Linked DNA regions of Sus scrofa: region 2 is linked to region 1. A link is a contact called in public HiChIP or PLAC-seq data. All regions are on one chromosome and are shown on one strand. Each heading gives the region's core, a stretch centred on a gene start, on an enhancer-like site or on the middle of the called end of the contact. The rest is flanking DNA. Distances are from core to core; before and after follow the strand shown.

Evidence for each region. HiChIP or PLAC-seq counts read pairs in DNA pulled down with a chosen protein or histone mark.
Region 2: an H3K27ac HiChIP or PLAC-seq map of alveolar macrophages shows a contact between it and region 1. The contact joins the promoter of MBP here to the enhancer-like site in region 1. A contact is called at or near these places in 9 of 47 Hi-C or Micro-C datasets (liver, mesenchymal stem cells, omental adipose tissue and 2 more) and 2 of 2 datasets of contacts at active chromatin or transcription factors (alveolar macrophages and skeletal muscle).

Annotation. Positions count from the first base shown.
Region 1 is chr1:147,565,322-147,573,140 of Sscrofa11.1, forward strand. No RefSeq gene overlaps it. Among named protein-coding and RNA genes, the nearest start is that of MBP, 80 kb to the right of the region's middle. Within about 2 kb of position 4,245, at least 52 of the 83 cell types and tissues checked have an H3K27ac peak or open chromatin away from gene starts, as enhancers often do. A contact at or near this core is called in alveolar macrophages, liver, omental adipose tissue and 2 more, where this site is marked.
Region 2 is chr1:147,646,570-147,654,388 of Sscrofa11.1, forward strand. MBP (myelin basic protein) reads left to right here and starts at 2,947. Exons shown (of 7, transcript NM_001001546.2): 1 at 2,947-3,072; 2 at 3,075-3,161. The coding sequence starts at 2,986.

The DNA of each region.
Region 1 (7,819 bases), core at 2,995-5,494:
CAACACCCCGAGGACCCCACCTTTCATTTGTCACTCTGACCAACCTTTCAGCCTCCAGTGAGGCACTGCGAACATCCCAGACCTGGTGGACTGCAGCAACCATGTACCTGTAAACAGAAATTTGGGCAGCTGCCTCCTGCTCCATTTGGCCTGAGGGCTCAGCTGGGGGACCCGCAGGCAAGGATCTCTTCTGAAGGCTGCTGGTGTCTCCTCCAGCTGTCAGAGGCCACTCCTCAGAGGATGGTGGCCAGGAGCCGAAGGTGATGGCCCAGGAGAGAAAAGCACACATTCTCAGCTTCCTTACAACCAGGCCCCAGAGGTGCAGGCCTGACACTGCAGCTGGGCAGCCACAGCAGTGCAGGTTCAAGTTCAGGGACACAGAAACCCCCCGCCAGACACTCAAAGTCACAAAGCAAGAAGGACATGGGTACTTGTGGGATGGGAGTGCGCTGGGGCCCCGGTGGGAAATGCAACTACCACACAGACTCATAGAGTCTTAGAGAATCTGCTTGTTAGTGCAGAAGACCCCTAAGAGTCAACAGGGATGTTTTCACAAGACATTCATGGTTGAGATCTCACTGGAAAACAGAAACCCAAAAGCAGTTAGAAGGTGGTTATCTATTGAGTACATTTCCATGTCAGATACACTGAACTGAGAATATATTTCTGTAATTCAGGAGTGACTGTGAGCTTATGGAAAGCTGTTTGCTTTTATTTTTATTAACAAAGTCAGGGAGCTGTCATTAAAGAAAAATATTTTATATATGTGGTACACTTTGTAGAACAGTTTGTATATAAACAATAACAACCAATTTATGGTAGAAAAATGTGTAAAAGATTCTGATTTTTCCCACACAATCAAGTCCTACAGATCTGTTTTCCTTTCTCTTTTTTCCCAAATAAAAAGAAGTGAAGTGACAAGTGGCTTGTGTGTGTGTGTGTGTGTGTGTGTGTGTGTGTGTGTGAATCTGTGTGGGGGGGAGGTTGTGGTCTAGAGTCCTCCCTCAAATATTTTCCTTGTTTACATAATTTTTATGTTGTACATTGTGGAGTTCATGAACCTAATTTCCTTGTAATCATGACCAGTGGAGTCTGTCTAGTTATTAAATGGAATTTTTGGTGAAACAATTAACCCTTAAGAGTGTACAAGTGGGTTGCCTACTTTGCAGCTACCACCAGGGAAAAATTAATGGCAAGGCAAAGATGAAAATGAAGTTCAGATCTTCTCTGAGCAAAACTATAATAACAAAGGTAAATCTCTTGATGAAGAAAAGTTTTAAAAAACTCAAAATGTGTGCAGTCTGGTCTCCTGAAAAGTATTTAAATTAATTTTCTTACTTCCTTTTAGTTTGGGTAATTTGGAGCATAACGAACTGAACCAAAATTTACTGAGTCTGTACCATGCATGAAACTTTGTGATCCTTGCTAGAATATGAAACGCTAAAGGCTGCTGCTTCAGTATTGGAAAGGCAGTGAGAGAGAAGGGAAAGGCCATGTGACTTTCTGAGAAATATCAGAGACAATGAGGCTTGGGTCATTTATTGTTTATTTGTCAAAAGACACCGTTCAATTTTATTCAACAAAATGAGTCTGTCATTTTGCCCATCTTCATGTGAAGTATGACACCACCACCCCCTGCCATGAGAAGCGCCCAGTACTGCTTCCTCTACCCTGGGTCCTGTCCCTGGCCTGGGAGAACTTTCAAAAGCCCACCCATCACTTTATTACATTGTGTTCCTTACTATCGCACATACATTTTCCTTGAAATTCTTATGAATTGAAGGCCATTATATCCCCAAAATATATGCATGGGGGAATTTTATACATACATTAAAAAGAGTCTTAGCTGGAGCTTGGCAAGCCTGACTTTGCAGAGATGGCTCTTGGCAACCGTGAAGCCTCTGCACAGCACAAAGCAGGACAGTCTCTGTAGTTGCTTGGAGCCTGGACTCTCCAGCCTTCCCTAACATCTGCAAGGTAGGAGCCCCAGTTACCCCTGGACAAAGCAAAGTGGCATTTGTGGGGAGGAGAAGCAGTTTGTGATGCTAAAACCAGAATCTACATGGGACCAGTTGTTGGCCTGAGCTTTAAGAAATATGGGGGAGGGGGGCAGGTAAGAGTGACTTGGGTCAGGAGCCTTGGAACTTCCCTGTCAGAGTCACTACCCTACTCATCCTGGGGTTCTTCTGAGTCCCTCACTTCCACCTGTCCAGCCTTGGCTGCAAGTGAGCTGAAGGCTCCCAGCAAAAAAGTGGAAACACAAACTTCATCTTCAGCAGCCATCCTCCCTCCTGACCCCCCACCTCCAACTCCAGAACCCCCCAGGCCAATCTTCTTAGAGGAAAGGATCAAATAGTGATGTGACAGTGAAGTGAGGTGGACACACTTCTCTTGAATCTCCAGCACCTGAACTTGAACGATAAACCCCCTGGGGTCTGTGAGGGTGTCAGCCCTGAAACCACACTGGGAGGTGGCTCTACTGGCCCCTAAAGCCGGCCCAGGGGACAAGGCTGGGTCTCAAGGGCACCAGACTCCCCCTCCCCCAATGAACAGTGTGGATTCCCAGGGGCTCCTTGGAAAGCTCAGATTCAATCCCCTGACCCCGAATCTAAATTGGTGGTCGCGTCTCTCCCTCCACCTCCTACTTTTCCACCATCAGGATGAGGCCGAAAGTCCAGGGGGAAACGACTCTGTGTAGGTGACTAATGTCCAACACCAGGATCCCTTGGACCAAGAGGATGACACCGACCCCAAGCCGAGGGAGAGATCATTCAGGCCGCAGGACCCAGGTTCGCCCGCTCCTTCTGTGCGTTTTCTGGTCTACTTTGAGCCCTCCTCGCCAGCCTCCTTCGGGAAGCATGCGCTCTCCAGAGGAACCCTACCTGTGAGCGGTGCTGCACCAACGCCACCCTGGTGTTCCCAAGGGGCCAGGTTTTGCGGAGTGCCCTGCACCCCGAGGCGGGGAAGTAGATTCTGGCCAGCGGCCACGGCGGCCGTGGTATGGGGCGTGGAGCCTAAACTACCGCAGTCCCTCCCAGCACGGTCGGGCGGGGTGGTTCGTAGGCTCCGCCACGCGCGGAGGCGCAAAGAGCCCGAGTTCAGTCCCGGGCAAACTCCGAGCCCGCCTCCCGCGTGTGCCCGGAGCCCTCGTGGCGGAGGCGTCGGGACGTGGACCTGGCCAGCGGGCGGCAGGTGGGCGGCTGGGCCCGGGGCGGCGTGTTTACCTGGCTCGCAGGCAGCCCGGGAGGCGGGGGAGGGAGGCGGGGCGCTCGGCCCCCGAGCAGCCGCCGTCAGTCGCCTCTGCAGCGCGCCAGCGAGGACGAGCCTTTGGCCCCGGCGGCCCGCGTCCCTGACCCGGAAGGCGGAGCCCTGGGACCCCGCGCTCCTGGCGCCTGGGGCCGGGGCGGCGGGAAGGCGGCCTGGATCCCGCGGCGCCCTCGGCCTAGGAGCACCAAGCTTAGCGCGGTGGGTGACTCTTGGGTGGGCAAGCGCCTTTATCAGCGCCCTCGGAGCGGGGACCCGGGCCCGGAGTTCCCCTGGGCGGCGGCGCAGGTGGCGGCAGGTGGCAGCCCAGGGGCCGCCGGGGCGGGGGGTGGGTGCGGGTGTAGACGCGCTCCAGAGCAGCGGGGCTGTCCCGGATGAGTGTCCAGATGTGGGCTCCCGTGGCTGGGGTCTCAAGAGTGTGGGAGGGGGTGGGGGTGGAGTTTCGGAGGGAGGTGACGAAGGTCAAAGAGGCCGCCCTGGGCGTTGCGGGGATGGGTGCTGGTGGCGAGCTTTCGAGCAGGCGGGGGATCCCCACAGGCTTAAAGTGCTTCTTAAAGACACACCTGGAGCCGGGCAGACGACCTCACCCTCCCGCCGTTTCCAGACGAAAACCAGTTTCCCTTTGAGCGTGGAGGGCGGTGACAGGCAACTCGCCTTGCTTCCGCCTTCGGGAGGCCTGGCCTGGCTGAGCTGCCTGAGCCCACCTGCGCCGGCCGGTACCCCACCTGCGCGCACCTGCGCGCACCTGCGCGCGGCGCGGTCCCCCTGTCCCGCGTGAAGCCCCTCTGGGCCCGTCGCTGGGTGAGCTGGCTCTGAGGGTGCTGTGTGTGCTGCAAGGTTCTACTGACGCCTAGGTGATTCTAGGTCCTGCGGGATACCGGTGACACCAGCTGCTTTCTCTTAGGGGCTACTCTCTCTCTCCCGTTTGGAAGGCGGAGTGAGATTTGGGAAACCCTTTCAGTTTCTTTGGGACTCAGTGGGACTCCGGCAGGAAATAGGCGTGTTTCGGTTCCCCATCCTCTGTTTTCCAATTGCGGCAATGTGAGAATCAACAGCATGTGTGCAGTTTTTCTCTGCCTCCGTGGAGGGCACGTGCAGCAGCTGGGATGTGTTGGGAGGGGTATAAACATGGTGGCGGGGGGGCGCTGGCTGTTCTGACATGGACATGAACACCTGGCCTAGAAAGAGAGTTTTTCCTAGGAAGGGGATTTTAGGATGCATCCTATTTAAGACCTATGGCTTTTGGAGAAGATTTTTAGCCCACCGAGGTCAGGGGGATGTTTTACAGAGTGGCCTGCAAGTTAGGGACCTCCCTATATTGGGCTCAGGCCTGTACCTCTGCTCCCTGGTAGGCCACATGAGAGTGCTGAGGGCCTCCTGGGACATGGGGACCCAGGTGTGGAGCCAGCAGGAGTCAAAGCAGATCTTCAGGAAAGGATGGGCCAAATGACCTGCAAGGGGCAGAAGCCTTATGAACCCGCGGCGTTCCTCCCAGGCCACGGGTGCTCGTCGGTAGCTGAATTTTTTTTTAAGTGGGATAGATCAAAACCTGAAGGGAGGAAATCCAGTTAAAAATTGCCATAAAATGTCGGTTAACAGTAACTCCCTAGGATTTAACTGAGTACCTTTATTAACCAGGGTTGAACAAAAACTGTTTGGTTCAAATGCACCTTAAAAATCTTTCTAAAGTATCGTATTTCTGTCCAAAGAGAAGAGCATTTAGAAAAGTTATTTGATCTGTGATTGACATGGAATCACTTCAGCCTAGCTTTGGTGGGGGATGGCCTCGACCATGTGCCCTGATGAAAGGCACTTGCTGAAGGTGGAAAAGAGTAGAGACCAGTCTTTTTGGTGATTTTTTTCTATTTCCTTCTGAATTTCTAAATGCTAATTGGAGGTATGTTGAACTTTTAGTTTTCTAGGTTCTTTAAAAAATTGACAACCATTTCTGTACCCAGGTAGCATTTTTGACCACTTACAAATTGCCAGCTGTCTTCTGAAAATGCTATTTCACCTGATGAATCGTCCTGATGCCAGGGGATACCCTCCTTTGATATAACTACCCTATTATTATCTTCATTTGGGGGGGCAATGCCCATGGCATGTGGAAGTTCTTGGGCCAGGGATTGAACCCATGCCGCATCAGTGACAATGCCAAGTCCTAAGCAGCTAAGTCACCAGGGAACTCCTACTCTCATTTTCACTGACTAGGAAACCAAGGCACAGAGACTCACAGGTGCCTACAGGATTAAGTTCCAGGATCCTGCCACCAGCCCCTCTTTGCTGCCCTGCAGACTGACAGGACACCTTGCAAACCTCACAGAGCTGCCTTTGGTTTCTGTCTCTTTAAAATTCCACTGCTCCTGAGTGGCCACACCCAACAAAATATGCTTCCTCTACAGGATGATTGGACTGTCACATCTCTTTTAGTCACCCTGTCCTAACTTCCTCAGTGAAGTTGTCAGTAAGGAGAGTCAGTTTCCTAATTCCTTGGTACGATTTTTAGTAAGTAGTCATTAAGCACTACATAAAGGAGGACACTTCTATTGGTCCCTTGGAGCCACGGAAGGAAGCTTAAATCAGCCTGAGTTGGGGGCCCTAGGAGCTGGATTTAATGCACAGTAATTGTCAGCAGAGACCCTGATGGTCCTGCTGAGCAGAGAGGCTGGATGAGCAGGTTTCCAGTCTCTACCTTAACATGCAGCCACCAGGCTTTAGCCAGAGAGACAGAGCCAGTGGGAGATACACATGAGAGATGGATCGTGAGGAATTAGGGCTGGAGAGGCTGCCCAGGTAGGAGGCTGGAGCTCTCAGGTGTGAGCTGAGGCCTTGTCCAAAGGCAGAACCACCCTCATGTCAATAATTTAAAAATTCATAACTATACATCTGGACTCTGTGAATACCAGAGTAAATGTGAAGCTCTGTTATTTAAAAAAAAAAAATAGATGGATGCCTAGAGAATGAAGGTAAACAGACTTAGGTGAGGTATCTGGGATGTATAAAACATTCTCAAATTCAGCAAAACACAACAAACCACCTAGAAGAAAAAGATGTGAGTGACTAGGCTGGTCTAGTAAGACATGAAAAGATGCTTAACCCACTAGTTCTCAGGAAATTGAAAATCACAACATCGATGAGATAATTGTTCATATCCCTCGTGCTGGTGAAAAAAATTAAGTTCTGACTATATTGAGGGTTGGGGAAGATTTAGAGAAGTGAGAACTCACTTGATCATGAGTAGAATGCAAACAGGACCAGACACCTTAGAGAATAAGCCATAAAAGCTGAAGATGGATATTCCCTATGACCTCATTGTTTCACTCCTAAGTGTAGCCTCCAAAGAGAGCCTGGTCTGAGTGCCTAAGGCATATGCAAAGGTTGCTCACAGAAGCAATTAACATTTTTTTAAAATTTTGAGATAAATGTAGATTCACATGCAATTGTGAAAAATAATACTGAATGATCCATATAGTAACGTCTTGCAAAACTCTAGTCCGAATCACAACCGGGAAATTAACACTGAGAGCCCATCAACCATGTTGGGATTTCAGATTTCACCAGCTTACGTGCTCCCACGTGTCTGTGTGTAGTTTTATGTAATTTTCTCACGTGTGTAGAATTGTGTGACTACCCACAGGTAGGACAGTTCCATTACAGGCTGCCCTTTATGGCCACAGACAACTTCCCCCTTCCCCCTCCCTACGCCCTTGGCAACCACTGATCTGTTCCTCATTTTCTATAATTTCATCACTTTTTGAATGCTATATAAAGGGACCCATGCAATATGCACCCTTTTTTGATTAGCTTTTTTCTCTAAATGAAATTCTCCAAGTTCTTGAGTGTACTAGCAGCTCATTCTTTTGTGTTGCTGAGTAATATTCCTTGGAGTCGATGCTCTGCCCTCCATAGTTTTTTGGTTTTAACCATTCACCCTTTGAGTGAATGTTTGGGGCTATTTGAGTAAAGCTGTTGTGATCATCCTTATACATGGTTTCTTGTGAACATAGTTTTCATTTCTCTGGGATAAATGCCCAGGAGTTCCACTGCTGAGTCATATCCTGAAAGCATGTTCCATTTTATAAGAAAGTGCCCCACTCTTTTCCGGAATGGCTGGACCATTTTACATCCCCCCAGCAGGTGCGAGTGATCTGGGATCTCCAGGATAGCATCTGGCATTGTCATTGCTTCATTTGAGCTGTTCTAGCAGGTGTGCAAAGATGCTTCAGTGTGATTTTCATCTGCTTTTCCCTCGCGGGCAAAGATGCCAGTCTTTTCACATGTGCGTTTGCCATCTGTATATCCACAGGTGAGCGGCTTGATCTTGTCTTTGCCCGTTTCCTAATTGGATTATTTGGTCTTGTTAATTCCTTGTATGTTCAAGATAACAGTCCCAGTGGTTTGCCGTTAATCTGTCAGTTTAGCTTGTCTTCAGCTTCTCCACAGGGTCTTTTGCAGAGAGAATATTTTTTATTTCAATGAGATCCAGTTTACTAATTTTTTTCCTTTTATGGTCTGTGAGTGGGTGTAAAAATACAAGAACCCTTCACCTAGCCTG
Region 2 (7,819 bases), core at 1,697-4,196, 80 kb after region 1:
CTGCTGCAACCTGTAAATTAACGTTACATCCCTGCAAACATCTACAGCTCTGCACCGGTCGCAGCATTGCCCATGCTGCTTCTGCACCTTGCCACGATGCACTGAGAGATCTGACATGTGATAAATATTGGAGTTCTCATGTGGTTGACTTGATCAGTGGTCGTCAAATTGTGCTGGACTCTAAAGGCCTGTGGCGTGGCTGGTGTTAGGTACCCCCACTTAGGAGCAGGATTGAGACCCCAGGATCCTAGGGTCTGGCTCTTTGCCTGGTGCTTGGTCTCCAGCAAACATTTATGCTAGCCACTGGGAGTAAGTTATTCTTCTATGGAAACATAGGCCAGTGTATTGACTGCATGATGCGTGTCATTCCTGGACAGTCTCTGGACTCCTGCGATTTTGCTGAAAGAGTGAAAAACCATTTGGCTTTTGTTATCTATGTATTTGTGAAAGTAGGTGCACTATGAAAACGTCCACAGAGACATACAAACAAGGAAACAAAGCTCCTTGCAGTCATCCCCCATGCTGGCTGTCCCTTCCTGCCACCTCAGGACGGACCTTGGCTCTGCACCCTCTCTCTCCTTTGGACCACAGCCCCTCCCATCAAGGTCTCCTGCACCTTGCCCATCTGCAAGCTGAGCCTTATTCTAACTCTAGTCCCACCCACACCTCCTTCCTTGGCTGGCTGAGGCCACTTTCTGAAAAAAGGCCATCTCTCCCCCTGGAAGCTCTTGCAGTCTGGCTGGCCTGTCTCTTTTACCATCCCCCCCACGTACCCTTCCCCATCACCCCCTCCCTTCCCCCATCACTCCCCTCACCTCTACCCCAACCTACCCCCTCACCCTTACCCCCTCCTCCCCATCTGCTCCCCTCCCCCATCATCCCCACCCCTACTTCCCATCATTCTTCCTCCCCCTCCCCATCCCCTCCTCCCTGCTCCTGCCCCTCACCATCCCCCACTAGCCATCTCCCTCTCACCCTAGGCCTTGCACCAGCTCCCTCAGGCTCCAGGCCTTTCTGCCTCTCCCTGGGGAACCAGCCAGGGTTCTTCGGGAGGATCCTTGTCCTGGGTGTCCCACTCCTCAGAGCACGCCCACCACCCCTCCCCAGTCCACACATGGCCCACACTCTCCTGTCACCCAGATGTCCCCTCAAAGGACTTTCCTGATGCCCCTCATTCTGCTTTCCTTTCTTAACATTACCTGACATGAAATTACACATTGTGTCTATTTCCTATGGCTGCCACAATGAATGACCACAAACTGGGGGACTTAAAACAACAAGATATCTTTTCTCACAGTTCTAGGGGCCAGAGTCCACACTCAGGAGTGGGCAGGGCCGTGTCCTCCCAAAGGCTCTGGGGCAGGGTCTGCCCAGGTCTCCCCACCCCTGCCTCGAGGTCCCAGCAACCCCTGTCTTGTAGACACATCAGGCCACCGTTAGCTTCCATCAACACATGGCCTTTTTTCTGTGTGTCTCTGTCTGCGTCCAGAACCCCTCTTCTTACAAGGACACTGGTCATTGGGTTAGGGACCACCCTACCAGTGTGACCCCTTCTTAACTTGATTACATCTGCAAAAGACCTAATCTCCAAATAAGTCCACATTCATAGGGACTGGGGCTTAGGATGTGGACACATCATTTGGGGGGACACTATTCATAAGTGAATATTCATTATGACCCATAATGTTTGTTTTTACCTGTGTTCATGCGACAAAGACTACATCTTATTCACCCAGCACAGCACATTACACTTGCTAGGTGTCGGTAAGGATGCGTGGCTGGAGGGCAGGGGTGGATGGAGGGTGGGTAGATAAGTGGCTGGAGGAGTGGATGGATGGATGGATGGATAAGTGGATGGATAAGTGGATGGCTGGGAGGATGGATGGATGGATGGATGAATGGATGGATGTTGGTAAATGTCAGTGAACAGACTGTTGGGTGGTTAGATGGATGGATGATATTATAGGACAGTGTGAGGAAACCCACATTTTCCATAGACAGGTAATAAACTTTGGAGAGGAAACTATGACATTCATTTATACCTACCTTGTAACTGAGAGCAAGATGGATGCATTGCCATTCTTGAGAGCAATGCTGCATATTGTTGTAAAAAGCTAAGGGATGGAGGTATGTAACATGAAATACCCCATTCCCACTTAAACTTTCTGATTGCCGCTGCTTACAGAGGAGAGGCCAAATCAAAATGTCCTGAATAAGCAGTTCTTTCATGCAAGAGGCCTCTTGTGAAATCTGGAAACCAAAGAATTCGAAACGCCCCACTTCTTTAAGGCATGAATTGCAAAAGTCGTGGGAAGTCGCATTTTTACCAAGAATGCTAAAAATACCTGTTGTCAAATAAATGCTCCCAACACACTTAGCTTTTGCACCATTAGCCATTTAGATGATAAATGTCCCACAAAGGTGCCTGCGAGGCTCCCAGGGCAGCAAAGGGAGATTGTGTGCACAGCTGTGCTGGCTCAGGAAGGCTGGTGCCAAATCTGAGCACCTGAGGCAATTCCCAGGGCCTCTGAGAGCAGAGCCGCCCCAGGATGCTCAGGCCAGGGTGGGGTCCACCCAAGGCAGTGGGGAGCTGCATGGAGCACCATGGCGCCTGCTCATTCTGTGGATTTTGTAGGAGACGGCCGGTCCACCGGCCTGGGAAGAAAGCGGCATTGTCCGCGCCCCGCTTTGCACAGCCGTATTCATATCTCACTGTTGTTTGCAGGAGAGGCAGATGTGGAGCAGAACAATGGGACCCCCTTGCAGGACACAGCGGTGACAGACTCCAAGTGCACAGCGAACCCAAAGAATGCCTGGCCGGACGCCAACCCAGCTGACCCCGGGGGCCGCCCCCACTTGATCCGCCTCTTTTCCCGAGATGCCCCGGGGAGGGAGGACAACACCTTCAAAGACAGGCCCTCAGAGTCAGACGAGCTGCAGACCATCCAAGAAGACAGTGCAGCTGCTCCCGAGGGCCTGGATGTGATGGCGTCACAGAAGAGACCCTCCCAGAGGCACGGATCAAAGTACCTGGCCTCCGCGAGCACCATGGACCACGCCAGGCACGGCTTCCTCCCAGGCACAGAGACACTGGCATCCTCGACTCCCTCGGCCGCTTCTTTGGCGCTGACAGGGGTGCGCCCAAGCGGGGCTCGGGCAAGGTGAGCTCTGAGGAATAGAGAGCGTACAGGTGGTGCGTCCCCTGCGGTGTAAATGGAAAATGAAGGGAGTCCGCAGGTGAACCAGCCATTACAGGAGGTGCTGGCGCAGCATCTCTGCTGTCTGGGGAAATGTGCTGTCCTTACTGGGGATGCTTATGGCCTCTGGGAGGGGCCCAGGGCTCTGCCTGTGATGCTTCCACGTAGCTCACCCCCTTTCCCCTGCTTGCAAGGGAGGTGGTTGGAATGTGGCTCGGGAAGTGATGTGGGCGCTGCAGAAAGAGCACCGTGGGCTGGGGTCTTCTGTGTCTTCTGCTTGGGGGCTCTATGGCTGATTTCGCTTCTTTGGGGTTCAGTGTTGGGATATGCCCATTTTCTCTTGGACCCAGTGCTGCTGGCTTCATGTTCCATTACAACAATAATGTGATTGAGGACTTTGGAACAAACCCGAAATTTTAATGCGCCTGAAGCAGGCGTTCTCTTGTCTGAGTTGTTTAGGGGAAGCGGATGGGGGGATGAATGGGTGTGTCTATGAATCAAAACTGTATTATTTTGTTCTGTCATTAATTTGAATATAGAATTTGTGAAGTCCCATTATTTAAATGTTCTGTAGATAAAAACATACTGGTAGAGAAAAATGCTCCTATTGTGGTCTGGTTTGCAGCAGTGGCTTCTGGACTTGACTGTGAATAGACCATCTGTGGCTGATGTTTCACTGGAAGGCTAATCCCCAAGTGGCTATCCCGTAGCAAGTACATAGTATGCATGGCATCTGCTTTGTCGTGCATTGGATAGCTGGGTAATCTGGGAAGGGCTGAGGTTTTTCCAAAAAGCCCCTGGCTTTTTGTGTGTGCTTACAAAAGCCCTGAGATGAAGCTTTGCTTCTGGCTGCCCCAGTGCTTCTTCTGAAGAGGCTTCGGAACGAAAAAGCCTTTTGAGTGAAGGATGGGGCAGAGCACGTTGTGGTGGGAGTTGGGGAGTTTCTGGAATTTGCTTTGGTCTCTAACTACTATTCCTGAAATGATTGATGATCCTGAAGTTGTTGAAGATAAACCAAGACTTAAGCTCCACCTTTGGGACCGTGTTAAGGCGAGTTGAGGTTTTGGCAGGGCAAGTCGCTGATACCTGCTGGGGTCACATGATGCTTGGAGGCCTTCTTGGGAATAACACTCAGTGTTCCTTCTATGCTTATACAACCCATGTTCCGACTGGTTCCTTTGGCATCCTGTACTTTGGAGCAGTCTTGCCTCACCTTGAAATGTGGATCATCTGACCTGCTTCTAATGCTACTTTCAATCCAGATGCTTTTTAAAGCACAGCTATCAAAGCACATGATATTCTGGCTGCTGAATCACGTCTTGCCATGATGCAAAGCACCCCGTGTGCATGCACTGTTGCTAGTTTTGAAACCTGAAACTATTCTGCATATCTCAAAGAGCAGGAAAATATATATTTAAACTCTACAGGAGAGACTAAATAGCTGGATAGCACATGTTATAAAACAGGGTTCATTTCAGTGGTAATGGTGTAAGTTCAAATAAAATTGTGAAAGCATTTATGTCAGTCATTGTGAACTTATCTCAGGATGAATATATATTCTACCTACATGTTTTTCTTCCTTTAGGTGAAATTACAGCCTTTATTGCATTAAGTCTTATGTTTTTCAACATTTTCAAGGAAAAGAGTCCAGCCTCAGAGATAGGCATCCACTTTGTGAAAATGTTGCTAGATAATTAAGGATCCAGGGAAATCAAAATACTGTCATGGGATTTTAAAAAATAAAAACCAGGTTTAAATAATTGTTTTAGGGCTTTCAAAGGATCAGTTCTGTTCAGTACTGATTGCTGAATAAAGACGACTTAATAATGAACAGCCTTGCCCTTTGATGCCGAAGAAATTCATTGGTGTTTGAATGTAAAATCATAGGCAGAGCTGCTTATTGCAAACACAGAGGACGGATACATTTCTGTGGAAATTCTTTGCTGGAAATATACAGTGCAGACTTCTGGCAACATTTGTTCAGCTCATCTGTATTTCACTGTGGACTCTTTGCTTTCAAACACTGGAGGTGTGAGAGTAATACACTCTACACCCAGTGATACACCCACATGGCCTAGAAGTCTGGGGTATCTGTTGGTATGGGTTTGTTTTTCGGTTTCGATTTTATCTTCGCTTTGCTCTGTTTATAAAGGAGGAGAGCCCTCGGTTTATTAGATGCTAGGAAGATCCTTTGCATATAAGCTGGAGAAAATAAGTGAACTGAAAGGCCTGCTTATTGTCCAGAAAAGCTCATTTCCAGGTTTTCCACTTCTACGATTATTTCTAAGATGCCCAGGATGCTAAAGGCCACCCAGGCCTGAGTGGTGGCCCCCTCAGGCCAGCTGGCCTGTGTTCTGGGGCAGCAGTTACTCTGCTCAGCTGTCCAGACAAGGTTTCTCAGGGTCTAATCATGTGAGAACGAACGAAGCCCTTGTCTCCTGGAAAGGGGGCTGTTTGTAGCCTGTTCCTCCCACCCCCACCACAGGGCCTATGGGCCCAGCCCAGGGCTCAGCAGCGCCCCCACCCCACCCCACTCCACTCCGCCCTCTGAATGTACCACCACTCCTACCCTTGGTGTGGCCAAGCATTGACATTCAAGGAAAGCACATATAAATTCCTTGAGGAGGCATATTCTTTCGAGAGCCATGAATGAAAAGTGCATTCACAGAGACCACGCGCCTTTGTTGCCAGAGGAAAGAAAGACAGTGTTGTTGCCTTTAAGGAACAGGTTTCTAAGCCCTTGGACAGTGCAGCCCTGTGAGGGCTAAGACCCCGCTGCCCTGGTCAGTGGTAAAAGGGGGGAGGTGTCTTCAGCTCCCCTCCTCCTCCTCCCACCGTCAGACCTGCCCTGCCAGCTGCCTTCCTGGGCAACTGTATCCTCAGGCTTGACCCCAAACCATGACAGATTAGCTTGGAAAACAACTCCAGTGGACTCAGGGGCATGACCAACACCCAGATAGAGCCCAGGTAGGGATGTGAGGAGAAGGGCCTGCATCACCTTCCTCCACATCAGCCCCCTTTTCTAGAGGTGTTTTAAAGCAAGTTCCTGTACTGATGATTATGCCTGTTTTTCTCTATTGACTTCACAGTCAAAGCCGCATTTATAACCTGCTCGTCTCGGCACCCGCCGTCAGCATTCAGTATTGCTTCTGTGTCTCTAATTTTGATTGTGTGGGATAAGAACCATTTATGTTATTTAGTGCTATGGGGTAGAAGCCGTCTTGGAAATTAATCACAAGGTTCTGTGTCCTGACGTTTTTCCATTGCGTTTTAATTTCGCGTAACACATTTCAGTTCTACAGTAACTTAACTCATTGTTAACGTGATAGCCTAATTTTACAGATATATTCTGTAAGCCCCTGGGGAGGGTGACATTTGGAGGTGACAAGGAGGACACAGTAGGAATCGTCTAAGTGGGGCGCCCCGCTCCGCATGAGTCTATCCTCGAAGTCGGGGGACTGCAGAGCCACACTCGCTTGTTTCAGCTAAGAGTGTACCCGCTCGCAACAGTGCAGCGATGCACACAGAACCAAGGTGGATCTACGAAGCAATGGCCCCGCCACTCGGTACATCACTTTGCCTGGAGAAAATCCCAGTGTGCTGGGCATGTTTGCTTCTGCACCCAAACAAACATTCATTGAAATTTCCTCCAGGAATTCCTTCTGAAGTATCATTACCGTGATCAGTTATTGATCAGTGATCCCCCTGGCTCAGCTCCCGGCGCTTGGCTGTGTCCTCCTGTGGTCTCCACGCCTTCAGTGTCCGCTGTTTTCAAGTCAGGCAGGATTCAATGAGAACGTTATGCCCTGTGCTGGTGGCGATTTTGCTGCGCCTCTGTATAAGTGAAACATTTGTAAATTATGTCGATGTATTTAATGGTGTTTGCCTTCTGGTGATTGTATTCCAATTTGATTTTGTGATGAACTTTTGCTTTTTATATATTTCTTCCTTTGGATTACTTTATTAAACATTTTAACAGACTGAGGGTGGCGTACTAATTGCACGTGAGTTTTGTAAGTTGTCTTCTTTGGTGTCCCTCCCTTACTAAGCACAGTGTGTAATGGGTATTTTCGTGGCCTCCCGAAAGAGCAATCAACAGGTGAGTCTGTGGGCCAGAGCGCCCCACTTCTGCACAGCTTCTCATGCACCCGCCTTTATCCACAGACATTTTAGTCTTTTCTCTCCACTGGCTGTTGGGGATCCTGGTCTTTCTGTTGGGACTGTTCTCGTTCTGCCTGATGTTTTTAGTGTTTCTCACAAAGTACTGTCCTGCACCTGTTGGTGGAAATAATGCTGTTCTCCTCTGTGTCTGGGACACAGGACTCCCAGGAGCATTTATTGAGTGACTGAGCACAGAAAAGATGCCCCCCCCCCCAGGGATCCCTGGGATGGTAGATACCGGGGGGTCATAGAAACACTGGAGAATCTGAAAGTAGAGGCAGATTAGACTGGCTCTCCTAAGGGTGACAGTGAGTATGTAAGGTTGAGGGTAAGCTCGGGGTCCTTGGAAACTAGAAATTAGTGCAAAGACATGGAATGAGTTTTGAGTTGTCTTCCATTCGTCTGCCACCAGGCCCTGGTCCTAACTCATCGCCTTTCAACCTCACTTCCATTTTATGATG